Linked DNA regions of Sus scrofa: region 1 is linked to region 2. A link is a contact called in public Hi-C data. All regions are on one chromosome and are shown on one strand. Each heading gives the region's core, a stretch centred on a gene start, on an enhancer-like site or on the middle of the called end of the contact. The rest is flanking DNA. Distances are from core to core; before and after follow the strand shown.

The links. Hi-C and Micro-C count contacts between places; a contact is called where the count stands out from the background.
Region 1: a contact with region 2 is called in a Hi-C map of skeletal muscle, with 10 times the contacts expected there. The contact joins two enhancer-like sites. A contact is called at or near these places in 3 of 47 Hi-C or Micro-C datasets (embryonic fibroblasts and skeletal muscle) and 1 of 2 datasets of contacts at active chromatin or transcription factors (skeletal muscle).

The regions. Positions count from the first base shown.
Region 1 is chr7:81,096,889-81,099,672 of Sscrofa11.1, reverse strand. All of the region lies in intron 1 of RYR3 (ryanodine receptor 3), which reads left to right. Among named protein-coding and RNA genes, the nearest start is that of RYR3, 110 kb to the left of the region's middle. Within about 2 kb of position 1,377, at least 8 of the 83 cell types and tissues checked have an H3K27ac peak or open chromatin away from gene starts, as enhancers often do. A contact at or near this core is called in skeletal muscle, where this site is marked.
Region 2 is chr7:80,801,366-80,804,065 of Sscrofa11.1, reverse strand. RYR3 (ryanodine receptor 3) reads left to right here. Exons shown (of 106, transcript XM_021099907.1): 42 at 827-956; 43 at 2,105-2,208. Among named protein-coding and RNA genes, the nearest start is that of AVEN, 360 kb to the right of the region's middle. Within about 2 kb of position 1,250, at least 4 of the 83 cell types and tissues checked have an H3K27ac peak or open chromatin away from gene starts, as enhancers often do. A contact at or near this core is called in skeletal muscle, where this site is marked.

The sequences.
Region 1 (2,784 bases), core at 128-2,627, 300 kb before region 2:
CAGAATCCTTGGCTTGACAGACCCAAGGCTCCACTAATTTGGAATCATCTGAGAAGAATTGAAGTGAACAGGCAGGTAGCCTCTACAGTGGAAATTAATTATTCACTACATGTCAAGATGGTGAGAATGATTTGTTACAAGTTTAGACAAACTTTTTGTCACTGAAGTTCATCCTCATTATTCAAACACAGGACTAGCCATCCATAATGGATTCGAGAAGAAAAGCTTGTCAGGTGAAGAACGCTGACTGTTCAGAAAGCAAGGAGCAGTCTGTGTGCTTTAGTGCTATGTTTTCATCTCATTGTCAGAGTTGGAATTGAGTTGTAAATGCCTCTCAGAGAAGTTTGCATTCACTGTAAATTCTTTCATCTCTGGAGTGCTGGGTGGGGTGTATCCCCCCCTTCCCCCACCAGGCAGCACAGCAGTGGGTAGAAGGCCCAGGGGGTACCATTGCCACATCCATCCTTGGCTTAGAAGCTAGCTTCCTGCTGGTTCTCTGCGTCTTAGCCCCCTCTGCCTGGGTTTTTCTTTCTCCAGCTGTTGGAAAGTCTTATTTCTCTAGTGCTGAAGTTGTCTTGCTGAGCCCTTGAGAAAAGTGCGATATGCAGACTCAATGTAAACAGTATTGTGTCATTATCTCTACCCATCACTCAGCTGTCACCTGGACATCTTCAAGGCATTAAGTGATACCAGGCAAATGAGCTTCCTGCTACTTAAGAGATATGAGACAGACATTTGTAATTGCTAGTATCAAAGTGAACAAATCTATCTGGTACATTCCATCCAAATGTACCCAGTGGGAGGAAGTTATGCGGCCACATCTAGACATGAGAAAGAATGGGTATAAGGCTGGTTTAGATCGGATAGGTGTGGGGTCAGTGTGCAGCATCACCTGTTTCCTGGGCATGGTCTGTCTTCAGAATTGCTTTGTTAGTTATTTAGTAATTGAGCAAAGCTGCCAAAATCTGAATCCTAGGACTTACAGCAATAGCAACCTGACCTTGAGTGGTCAATTCCCTGACTTCCCACACACACAAAAATCAGGAGGCTGCAGAGGTTTCATACTTTCTGAGAGGATGTGTCTTAGAAAATTGTGTTTCTGTGCAGCTCTTCAGCTATATGCTGATGGCTTCTCATGGACCTTGCTGGTGGCTATCACCTCAGCAATAAGCCCCGAGACATAGGGAGAAAACGGTTGGACACTTAGTAAGTTTCTCATCTGTCTTTGCTGTTTTTTGGAGGTTTTCTGTGGTCATCAGCTCCATGAAGACATTTTAAGACCAAATTAACCCCCAAGAAAGAATTTGTCACAGTTGCCTGCCAAGAAATCTCATGTTACTGTGGATGTAATATCAAATGGACATTTCTTGTGTGTCAGCTACACCTGTTGGTGCCACTCACTAGGCTCCTTAGTGAAGAGTTTCTAAGTTACTTGGGATAGTTACCTAGGCAACTAGATTATAAATACAATCATTGAAATGAAATGAGCTCATTTCCCCTGCAGACACAGTTATGAGCTGATAGAGTTGGTGGTTTCTGGTAAAAGAATGCAGTTTTTCCATGTAATAACCCCTTGGCTTGTAGCTGGAAAGGGCGGGGTGTACTGGGTGCTGACTTGCTGGTGACCTCTTCCAAGTGCCAGAGGTATGTTCCTGAGATGGATCTAGGCTTTGATGCTGCTCCTCCCAGGGGAGTGAGCTGACAGCGGAAACTCTGGCTCTCTCTAAGCCCTTGGGAGAGGCAGCAGGTGGTCGTGCGTGGGTTTCCATCAAATAACTTGGTTGTCACCACTAGGATCACTTTGCAGCCATCCCAACCAACAGACCATGTTTGTTCGCAGAGGTCTCCCTGCCCTCTGGGGAAAGGAGAGGAAAGCCCTATGGCTTTCCTTCGGGGCCTAGCCTTTGTCATCAGGGGGATGGAACTAGGGCCTTTTCCTGCACCCCTGGGAATGGATGGGTTTGGTTGTAGCTCAGAAGCTGAGCAGTATGGCTAAATCGGGCTCCTGCTCCGCTGGTGCTTTTTCAGAACTGTCCTCCGGTTTGCCTGTTTCACACCCTCCCACTTTGGCAGCTTCCTGTTTGCAAACAGTTTTGCTTGTTAAATGGAGAAAACCAAGTTTGTATGCATTTGTGTCAGGGGAAGGAGGAGGAAAGCCAGTCTTCCTGGAGGGAGGCAGCTGGGGTGACTCTTGATCAAGAGAAAAAGATTCTGTTTGAGAAAATAAGATTCCATAGGATGGCTTCTCCATCTTTTTACTGGGTTCTTTTGAGGATGGGAATGGTCTGCCCATCTCTGAGCCTGAAAGGCAAATGTACCATTTTGATAATCATGAATTTTTTTATGCTTTTTAGGCCACACCCATGGCATATGGAAGTTCCCAGGCTGGGGGTCAAATCGGGGCTGCAGCTGCTGGCCTACACCACAGCCACAGCAATGAGGGAGCCAAGCCAAGTCTTCGATCTACAGCACAGCTCACAGCAACACCGGATCCCTGACCCACTGAGCGAGGCCAGCTTTTGAAACTGCATCCTCATGGATCCTAGTTGGATTCATTTCCACTGTACCACAATGGGAACTCTCAATAATCAAGAATTTTTTAATGCCAAGGTTGTTTTTTCATGTATAAAATGTCTCTCCTTTTTTTGAAGGAAAAGAGGCATCCTTGCAACCTCTTAAATTCTGGCATTTGTGTTTCTAGGAGGGGTCTTGTTATGTTTATTAAGGAAGATAATTTGCATTTCCCAAGAAATGTGGTCAAAACACCATGTATTTTTCTTGCCG
Region 2 (2,700 bases), core at 1-2,500:
GGACTCTCTCCAGAAGATCCCGGAGCAAATGTCTGGATGCCTCAGCAAGTGGGTAGAATAGCTTTCAGAACCTCCCTTTCTTGGAACACCCTCCATGATTCTCCAGGCAGAAATCAAGGGCTTTCTAGGATCCCGAGCCAAGGTTAACACAGACACCATTTACAGAGCATTATGGAATCAAACATAAGATGTGGTCAGGCCCTGGAGATGCTAATGACTGTGTTAAGCAGAGAAGCGAAGCACTATCCATGGTAATAGAAGTTGGCCTCTCAGTGCTAAATTGTAAGAATCGAGTTACGAATGCTATAGGAGCCATAGGAGAGTAGTTGTCCAGGACAGAAGTAATTGGGGAAGGCTCACAGTCTGAGAGGGTGATGGTCTGGAGGCCTCTACAACTGTAGAGGCCAATCTATACCCAAAGGACTGGGGTTTGATATAGTGCTCAGTCTCATTTGTCTGTGATCACCCATCTCCCTTTCTGTCCACTCCCTTCCAAGTTAGAAACTGTAGTCTGATGGAGGATTGTACAGTTTCTCCTGACACCTAAGGATGACTGGGATTCGGGTTTGACATCTATTTTCTTTTAAAGAAGCATGCTTTGGGAACTGTAATTAGCTCTCAATATTTTTAGAAGCCTCTTCTCAAGTGTGTACTCTCTGTCCCTCATATGAATAAGTCTTGGAACAAACTAGACATAAGGAGACAATTCATTTTCCAAACTGTTCACAGCTTGCAAGACGTCAACTTAAGACTCTTGGAAATCAGCCTTTCCAGAAAGGCCTCACGATAGATTCTTTTCCTTGGCACTTTCTACTCCTCCCTACAGATTGCCTTTCCAAAGATGGTTGCTAGCTGTTGCCGCTTCCTTTGCTACTTCTGTCGAATCAGCCGGCAAAATCAGAAGGCCATGTTCGAGCACCTGAGTTACCTGCTGGAGAATAGCAGTGTTGGCCTAGGTAGGTCGCGTTCTAATTCTGCATTTGGCTCAGAGGTTACTCTCCCCCTGCTGACCACTTGGGCGGTAAAGGGAAAGTCACATGCATGCTATGGTATTTTAAAATGTAAGAGGGAACCCTGCCTGATCTAAAAACAGGTGAGATAATAATACCCTCTCTTTGCTCTCCAACCCAAGTAGAGAAGTTGCTACCAGCCAGCTCTGGCGACAGATTTGTGTTGGCATGGTCACACAGTTTTGCCTCCTCTCTCTGGGGACCAGTGGCTCACAGTTTGTGAAATGCTGCCTGAGACTGGATAGAGTCTGGAGACACAGCTCCTCCCAGCATATTCAGCTGACCAGGGAGCCGTGCTAATGAGACCAAGGTCATGGGTCCAATCCCTTCTCGACGGGCTGGCTGCAGGCTGCATGTCTGCCTCATCGGCCAACCAGCCAGTGCTTTCATAGCTGCCAAGCAAACTGGCCAAGAGCAACCATGGATAGTGTAAATCCATCACCACAACTAGAAAATCAATGCACGCATATGCCTTACTCACGGTTTTGGATGTAAACCGGATGTATTTGTAGAAGATTCAAATGCACACATTATGTGCACATGAATCTGCAGCCTCGGGTTTCCTGTTTCTCAGGTGCAAGCTTAGGCTACCAACCTTTTTGTAAGATTCCTACCTGGAGTTTTTCTCACTTCTAGCCTAAGAACCCAATAATGGAAAAATGAAAGACAGCATTGGTGACCTGATGTAACCATATGCGCTAATGCTGTTTGAAGCTAATTTTAAACTCTAAGTGGTAACCCCAGAAACAGCCAACTTAGGTAAGCTTAGCTGGTCAAGTGACATCTGAGACTTGTGAATGAAATGCAGGCCCAAGAACTTTCGTGTTAGAAAAGCACTTTAAAATACATAGTCCCAGCTGATCCTGTGAACTGATTTTCTAACTTAAGCCATATTCACAATCAGTAATGAGTGTGGGGACCAAGGATCTCAATCAGAGCGTTTCTTAAATTGGATGGGTAGCCCCCGCCCCCTCAGAAAACCTGCGATGTGACCCAAGTTTTGTGTTTGCTGCCCTCTCCTGACCATTGTTGGGCACTGCAACCTCAGCTCAGCACTGAGTGGCCTTTTTCTCCCTTCCCTCCTCCTTCTTCAGCCTCCCCTTCGATGAGAGGATCCACCCCACTGGATGTGGCTGCTTCCTCTGTGATGGACAACAACGAGTTAGCTCTGGGCTTGGAGGAGCCAGACCTCGAGAAGGTAACTGGCCCTGGGGAGACACTGTGCCTGTAGCACAGCCAGGCCAAGGAGAAGCTGACCAGAGGCTGGGTCTCCATCAGAGCCTCTTTAGCTTAGGACCAGAGCATCTTCTGTGGGCTCACCAGCTCCACTGGCCTGGACATGTGGACAGGTGTTCTTTGTGTGTGACAGCCCAGACTCTCTGGTTTACATGGAACCCTATCAGAGACCTGTGGTTCCTGATAAAGTTCTGGGGCACCGAATTTTAGGTTTATGCACTAAAAGGAAAGAGCCATGACAGAAGACTGTAAACTCAGTGTAAATGTAAAGAATACCTCCATGTGTCCTCTCTGTGGACAGTGAGACAGAACTGAGCTACCGTACATCGGAGCTGTGAGCTGCACTCCTGCTGGTGGTGGTGACCGAAGGGGCGTGCCTTGCCTACCTCTTTGCCCATCTTTTTGTTAGTTCCCAGGCTAGGGGTCATATCAGAGCTATGCTGCCGGCCTACGC